Linked DNA regions of Ovis aries: region 2 is linked to region 1. A link is a contact called in public Hi-C data. All regions are on one chromosome and are shown on one strand. The core of a region is the stretch at or near the end of the contact, and the rest is flanking DNA. Distances in the headings are between cores, read along the strand shown. Region 1 has its middle 45 kb from the start of EPHB1. Region 2 overlaps KY (kyphoscoliosis peptidase).

What was found. Hi-C and Micro-C count contacts between places; a contact is called where the count stands out from the background.
Region 2: a Hi-C map of hypothalamus shows a contact between it and region 1, with 4 times the contacts expected there. The contact joins two enhancer-like sites. A contact is called at or near these places in 6 of 16 Hi-C or Micro-C datasets (hypothalamus, liver, mixed tissues and 2 more).

What each region holds. Positions count from the first base shown.
Region 1 is chr1:255,238,483-255,242,136 of ARS-UI_Ramb_v3.0, reverse strand. No RefSeq gene overlaps it. Among named protein-coding and RNA genes, the nearest start is that of EPHB1, 45 kb to the right of the region's middle. Within about 2 kb of position 1,631, at least 9 of the 54 cell types and tissues checked have an H3K27ac peak or open chromatin away from gene starts, as enhancers often do. A contact at or near this core is called in hypothalamus, where this site is marked.
Region 2 is chr1:255,393,506-255,397,209 of ARS-UI_Ramb_v3.0, reverse strand. It overlaps KY (kyphoscoliosis peptidase), which reads right to left. Exons shown (of 10, transcript XM_027960214.3): 10 at 1-3,328. The coding sequence ends at 2,433. Among named protein-coding and RNA genes, the nearest start is that of KY, 47 kb to the right of the region's middle. Within about 2 kb of position 1,274, at least 6 of the 54 cell types and tissues checked have an H3K27ac peak or open chromatin away from gene starts, as enhancers often do. A contact at or near this core is called in hypothalamus, where this site is marked.

The DNA.
Region 1 (3,654 bases), core at 382-2,881:
CTGATGCTGGCTAAGGACCCTCCCCTGTGGATCACTGGAGTTGGAAGACTGGCCTAAAAACAGCAATAGGCCCCCAGTCCACAGTCCACCACATGGACGGGGAGCCAGTCCTTCTGGTTTCGAGAGCCCCGACTCAGCACTGCTGTCCCTGATGACCATACCTCGCCAGCATCCCCATGTTCAGGGGACACGTCTCAGGCCAGGGCTCTGGGAGCCAGGTCCCCTTCCTGCCCTCAGAGTGAGCTGTGGAGGCAGATGGTTCTGACACACGAAAAGGCTCAGAGAGGTAGGATACCTGATCAGAGGACACAGAGCTAGACAGCAGCACTCGTGGCCCCCAGTCCTTTCTCCTGACCACTTTGCAAAACTACCGCAGGGCCCTATATGTGGGCCACAGATCTGTGCCAGCCACGCGCTAGTGTGCACGCTCAGATGTGAGTATCTGAGAGGCTGTGCGTGCAAACATATTGGGGGTGTCTCTGTGTGTGCTGCTCATGCACCCCTTTTAGGCTTTACTGAAAGTGTGACAAAACAGCGTCTCTGAGCCCAAAGGACTCACCAGGTGCAAGACTCCTTCTGGACTGAAACACACTGCTGCCTGCCTTGGCATCCTGCACTGCATGGCATGGTGACTGGGCCTGGGCCAGACAGGCGACATAATGTTTTGGCCTCCAGGACACCTTGAGGCCATGTCTTTGGGTACTCCGGGGCTGTCCCTGCTGGGTCTGTGACCCTGTGACTGCCTTGAGAGCAGGTGAACACGCAGAGACCCCCAGCTCCCATGCCGCCCATCAGGAACACACTCAGAGGCCAAAATTCTCTTCCAGGGTTCTGGTGAAGGACACAGCTCATCTTGTCAACAGAAGAGCTATCCCAGTGTGGGGAGGGGCTCCTCCGAAAGTAGGTCACCCTCCCACACGCTCCGACCCAGGGCTGCCCAGGCTTCTGGCCATCCAAGGCCGCATGCAGCCTAGCTTGGCTATCTCAAGCTGCGTCCTCGAGACTTGTAGCCTCTCAGTGAGGTGCTTCAGTGACGATCAATGCCAGGGTGGAGAAGGTGGGTCGTTATGGATACTCAGGGGACGAGAGTCTATTTATCCTCCACTGACCAGTCTATTTACCCTCTACTCATGATTTTATGTTCTGCAAACTGGGCTTCCTTCTAAGAGCCTGGCTAGGCAGCACCCTGACTCCTGCCGCATGTCTGTATGTTTTCTTAAAAAGGTCTCCAGGCCACCCTTCGCACTGACTTTTAACCAGGGCCAGGCAAGCTTTCAGCCCCTCAAATCCTCTCCGCCTGCCCCATGGGTCTGGGGAAAGCAGGCCACAAGTGGGCTGCCTGTGAGACTCTGACATTCCTCTCCAGAGCTCAGCTGCACCCAGGCTCTCTCTTCACCACGAATCCCTTCGCCAGGACACGTGGGGCCTCCTGGGCAGCTGGGTGTGAGGTCAGCTTATTCTGAGCTCAGAGGAAGGGTGCTGGGCCATGTGGCCTGTGAGAGCAGATTTATGGAGGACCCAGCAGGTACAAAAGGGGGTGGGGCAGGGGAGTGCCTTATCCTCCACCATCTGGGAAGCTCCTGTCAGGGCCCTGAGCCTGGAGAGCCAGCGAGCTCGCGGGAGGGGCAGAGCCTTGCCCTCACCCCGGGCTGCCCTCTAGTGGAGAGTCTGTGAATGGAGGCCTTCAGGTGGTCAGCCTCTCAGCTCCAAGAGGGCATCTCCCGGAGGCAGGAGATGAGGGGTAGGACCCAGGACATTGTTGGCACAGAACAATCTGGCTTGAAGACAGCTGCAGGGCTGCGCCACGGGGGACTCAGCCTCTCCTTGGGGAGAGCTCACTCTTTCTTTCTTCAGTTTCCTGTGCACACGGCTTGGAGGGGGCACCTCTCCACACAGTAGTTCCCCCAGCCCCTCTCAACATGCCTTTTCTGTGGCTGAGGCCACATCTCAGCCTCTCCCCCTCCCCTCCCTCAGCCTGGGCTCCCATTGAGGAGCAGATCCCGAGAGCAACCCCAGCTTTGGTCACTTTCCCACACAGCTGATACCTGTTGCTGAGGAGCTGTGTGCGGAATGCCCAACTGGCCAGCTGAGTGCTTGATGCCAGAAGAGCTCTGAGAACTGGGCTGGTGCTTTACATGTCCCTAGATGCAGCATTTAAGAAACAGCACAGAGTGGGGTCCCGCTTAGCCCCGAGGGACAATGCAAGGGGCTTGCCCCTGCTTTGGAAAGAGGCTTGCACGTGTGATCCACAGTGGCCTGAGCCGCACGCTGGAGCAGCAGGAGCTTTGGGCCCTGCTGGGGAGCTGGAGTCAGTGGGGCTGGAGGCAGCAGGGACAGAGAGGCTCCTGACAGTTGCTGAACCCCTTGTGTGGGGGCACTTGCCCAGTCTGAGGGGACAGCCTCCTCTCAGTACCCACAGGACAGTTTCAAGTGTTCCTGGTCTGGGTGACATCTCTTAGCAGTACTTTCTAGCTTATACATTCTAGCCTTCTTGAGTTCAGATTTAGATCGGAGTAGAAGGCAATGGCACCCCACTCCAATACTCTTGCCTGGAAAATCCCATGGACGGAGGAGCCTGGTAGGCTGTAGTCCATGGGAATGCAAAGAGTCGGACACGACTGAGTGACTTCACTTTCACTTTTCCCTTTCATGCATTGGAGAATCTAGTGTTCTTGCCTGGAGAATCCCAGGGACAGGGGAGCCTAGTGGTTTGCCGTCTATGGGGTCGCACAGAGTCGGACATGACTGAAGCGACTTAGCAGCAGCAGCAGCAGAAGGCCCATGCCCCTTGGACAGCAGGGAAACCCTCATCTCAGCAATGAACACTTGACAAAGTGCCAGGGGGATCCTAAATAGTTGAGAAGAGTGTCCTTATCTAGAGCCTTGTGAGGGAAGTCAGGTCCTCCTGTGTGCAGGATAGGGGACTGCAATGTCTGGTACATTTCAGGGACCAGTATGATGTGGGGTCTGGAAACCAGTCCTGTCTTGACAGTAGAAGGTCCAGTGAAACCTGGAAAAGAGGAGACCCAGTGAACAGAGCGCCTTTGCCCCACATTCTGTCCATCCAGCACTAGAGGGGAGATGGAGCCGGTAGGACAAACTTCCTTATGGGCCCAGAGTGCACTCAATGGCAGAGAGAATCTCTTAGCAATGTCTGGGGCTAGTCCAACCCCCTTTTCACAGATAAGCAAACAGATCCGTAACAAAGCCTGTGTTAGACTTTGGACGGAAACTTCTGCCTTCTCACAGCTAGGCTGTTTTATCAATTCTTCCATCCAATTCAGCAATATTTGTTAAATATGCATAGGATTTGGTAATTGGCAGAATAGCAAGAGTGGGCATAGAAAAAGAAGAATCAAGAATTATTCCGAAATTTTCAGTTCTAAAGAGAGAACGAACGTAGAAATTAGGGAAGAGATAAGCAATGATATTCTTTTTTTAAAATTTTTTTGTTGGAGAATAGTTGATTTACAAAGTTAGTTTCTGCTGTGCAGCAAAGTGAATTGGCCGTATATTCGGGATCCCCACGTGGTGCTAGTGGTAAAGAACCCTCCTGCCAGTGCAAGAGATGTAAGAGACACGGGTTCAATCTTTGAGTCAGGAAGAGCGCCTGGAGCAGGGCATGGCAACTCACTCCAGTATTCTTGCCTGGAG
Region 2 (3,704 bases), core at 25-2,524, 160 kb before region 1:
ACCTGCAGCTCTGCATATCGGACAGCAGGGGACGCCCGTGCCATTCCACTGGCCGCTAGAACGCCTCGATCGGGAAACAAAGATGGGGATTTGAATAAAAGACTTCAAAATACAACCCCGAATTCTACCCTGAGCAGCATGCGTGTAAAAATTCATGAAGATTGGATTTCATTTCATGTATTTTTACTTCAGTGGAAAGAAATGCAGGTGTTGTCTGTGCCTACAGCTGTCTTTACAAGGAGCGGGGGGCGCCTGGTTAAATGAGCAGGGAGGAGTTGCTGATGCTCCCAGGCTCTTGGAGAGGCTGGGCCACCGTCTCCTGCTTGGGACAGCTCCTATTTTGCTGGGTGGCATCCTTTGTGTGCTCCAGAATGTATAGACTAATTATATTGTTTTGTAGAGGATGCAAGTTGTTCCCAGCAGGACTAGCAGCCAGCTCTGGGTCCAGTGAGTGACATGAGTCACAGAAGGCACTTATTATTTTGATGAAACACAGCGCATTTCTTTCAGCCCATAAAATCAAAGGGGTGAGAAAAGGCTGTTTCCAGGGTGTAAAAACTCCTCTTGTTTCCCTGTTGTGGTGCACAGCAGTTCTGCCTCTGCAGCCTTTGTGCATTTTCCAGGCGTGAGTGACACAGTGCTGAATGCCTGGGTGGCAGAGCCTGCCAGAGGACGCTGGACACAGGCCAGGGCAGCTCAGCCCACCGTGGTGTACTGCCCTTGTGTTCCAGGACCCCCAGCCTGGTGGAGGATGGGCCCCCTGAGACATTCCTCTGGACCGGGTTCATGCTGGGGGTGGTGGGGATCTTTGTGGGGTGGGACCTTAGGGAGAAGATGGACTGGAGTGTTGGGAGCCTGGAATTTGAAACAAGCTTGGGCAAGGGCAGCAGAGCCTTTGCTCTGGGATGGCTGGGGCAGTGCTGCAGCCCCAGAACGAAGGATCAGCTGATACAGTACCTGGTTAAGTGCTCCACGAACATTTGTTGAATACACAAATGTGAGGATGAAGGCAAGGGCGCCGTGAGGATCCCCAGCAGCTTTGGCTGTAGCCAGCCCAGGGCATCCGGAGCGGCAGTGCAGGGAGGGGAGTGCTAGGCAGCGCTGGCCCTTCCAGGCCCAGGCCCTGGCAGGCAGGGCTGCAGAGCTGAAGGAGTCAGGAGGGCAGGTGAGGCCACCTCCAACCTCTCCACGTGCTGGGATGGTGCTGCAGCGGCCATGCAGGGCCTCGCAGGGCCTCTCCATCCTTCCCTCCTGCTGCCCTCATTGGAGCCAGTCTTTCTGCTGTTGCCATGGCAACACTGGCCTGAGGTGCTGCTAAGGGCCGGCTGGGCAGGCGAGACTTCTCAGGCCTGAGCAAACAAGGAGCTCTGGACGGTCCCTACAGAAGGTCGACCCTGGGGGTCTCTCTTGAGAGGAAGGAAGGGACATGGGATAGAAACTGCTCCCAGGGCAGGTCGAGGTCCCCCAGGTGTGACCTTGGTGGTAGAGATCTTGGGGCTGGTGGGACCCTGCTATTGTGGGGGCCCCCAGCGCTGCAGTGTTCTTACTGCTTTACCTGAAGTCTTTATTGAGGGTTATTGCCAGGGGTCTCTAAGGGCCCAGAAGCCTCCTGGGGTTCCCAGTGTGGGTTTCAGGTTGGGGCCTGAGGCACAGGCTCTTAGAGGGCTTGCAGGAGCTGAGTGAACTGCTAATAGACCAAGTAGACGGAATTAATCTCTCTGAGAGCAGAGTCAGGGGTCTTACATTCTGAGACTAGGGTGGCTGGACTGCCATACATCCCTGCCTCTCTGGCCCCCACCCAGAAAAAGAGCAGGCACTGGCTGCTCTCGGCCCTGAAGTCTCCCATGACCTTTCTGGTGCCACATTTCAGGCACATACAGGGATTGTGGAGGCCCTCAGGCCCCGGGCTAGTTGGGGGGCAGTGAGCTTCCTCTCTGCACCTTCCTTCTCAGGACCTGGAAGAATAAGAAGCGGCATCGGGAATGCAGGAGATGGTCAGGTCTGGAAAGAAGACGACAGTCTGACCTCCCCTGGGGTCCTAGAGTTGGTGAGAAGCTCTGTGCAGCTGCTGGGAAGGGGCTTGAGCATTCAGGGTGACTCAGCCCCGTGGACCACGCCCGCTTCTCTCTCCCCATCGCGGGAACGTGTTTGGCCCCGGGCAGCAGTCCTGCTTCCCCGCACCAGCCTGAGAACAAGGACAGCGTTAGCATGAGAAGGCGGGTGTCTGGGCAGTGAACACAGTTACAATACCCTGGATTTACATAGCACCTTTGTCGTCTAAAGGGCCTTTGCCTCTGTCCCCTTGGCCACTGACATCGCAGCCTCCGGCAGAGCAGGAACACGAGGCAGAGGTCCAGAAGGGATTCCATGCAGACTCAGTGGTGTCCGGGCTCTGTGCGTGGCCCGGCAGGGGTGGGGGTGGCAGGTGGCCCTCACTGGGCGTTGACCTGGTACTTGAGGATGTAGGAGTAGAAGCTGTGGTTGGCATTCTCCAGCACCATGACGTACACCTCCCGGCAGCCTGCGGTGCTGCAGCTGCCCTCCCAGTAGCCCTCGGGGCTCAGGGTCAGCGGCCACGTGTCCTGCCCCTTCACCAGGGCTTTGGCGACGCCGTGCAGCTTCAGTTTGAACGGGACATTGCGGTTGGCGGGCAGCACGCCCGACAGTGGCTCCAGCAGCTCATTGTCCACCCCCCAGTTGCCAAAGCTCTCGGGGAACACGGGCCAGTTCACCTTGGTGTTGGTACAGCAGATGAGGTAATTGAAGACGAAGAGGTAGTTGCCTGGTTCCTGCCTCTTCTTGACGAAGATCTTGAGTGCAAACTTGCCGGCGTGGGGCAGCTGAACCTTCAGCTCCGTCTGCTTCTCCCGGTGCAGCTGGAAGATGTAGCGTCGCTGGGTCTCTTCGGTGACGGGGCCATCGTCTCCGTGCAGCGAAGCCAGGACGCTGATGCCCTCCTCCACACCGAAGCTGACGGAGCAGCGCCCGTCGCTGGTATAGATGACGGGCTCGGGGTGGGACGGCTTGGTGATGCCCATCTGCTCCGAGAACCAGCTGGGGCCCACGGGCTGGTGCAGCTCAGCCGGCAACCGGACGTCCATGTCTGCACAGTGGCACTTGAGCGTGTACTCCAGCACGGAGCTGTAGATCTCCGAGTTGCCCTTGGCAAAGATCTGCAGCTTGTAGGTGCCCGCGGTCGGGGGGTACACATCCAGCTTCATCCCATTCTTCCGGAGGCTCAGCAGCCCGTGCTCCTGCTTGCCATTGAGCATGAACATGAACAGCGTCGGAGCACAGCTCTCGATGGTGACCGTGGCCTTTCCATTCACTGTGGGGAGAGCCAGGATCAGGTGAGAGGAGCCTGACCTGTGCTGACATGCTGGTAACCGTGTAACAATAGGATCTCTGGGTGGGGAACCCTGACTTACAGCGTCTGCCCATTTCCCTGGTGGGAATACCTTCACCCAGTCATTTTAAGCCACCAGCATGACCTCACTGAACATTATATAAGCCGGTGGCAGCACGCCTCTGGAGGGGTTCTCACCCCTCTGGGCGGTTCTCTTCAAGAACCGCAAGCTGGGGGTGGTGGGTCTCAAGAAAAATTTGCCCCCAGTCATATGTGTTGCCTTGCCCATTTGATTCACATCAGGTGAATGTTGCCAGGGGGCTTAACCTGATTCCAGGGCAGGGGAGAGGGCTGAGGG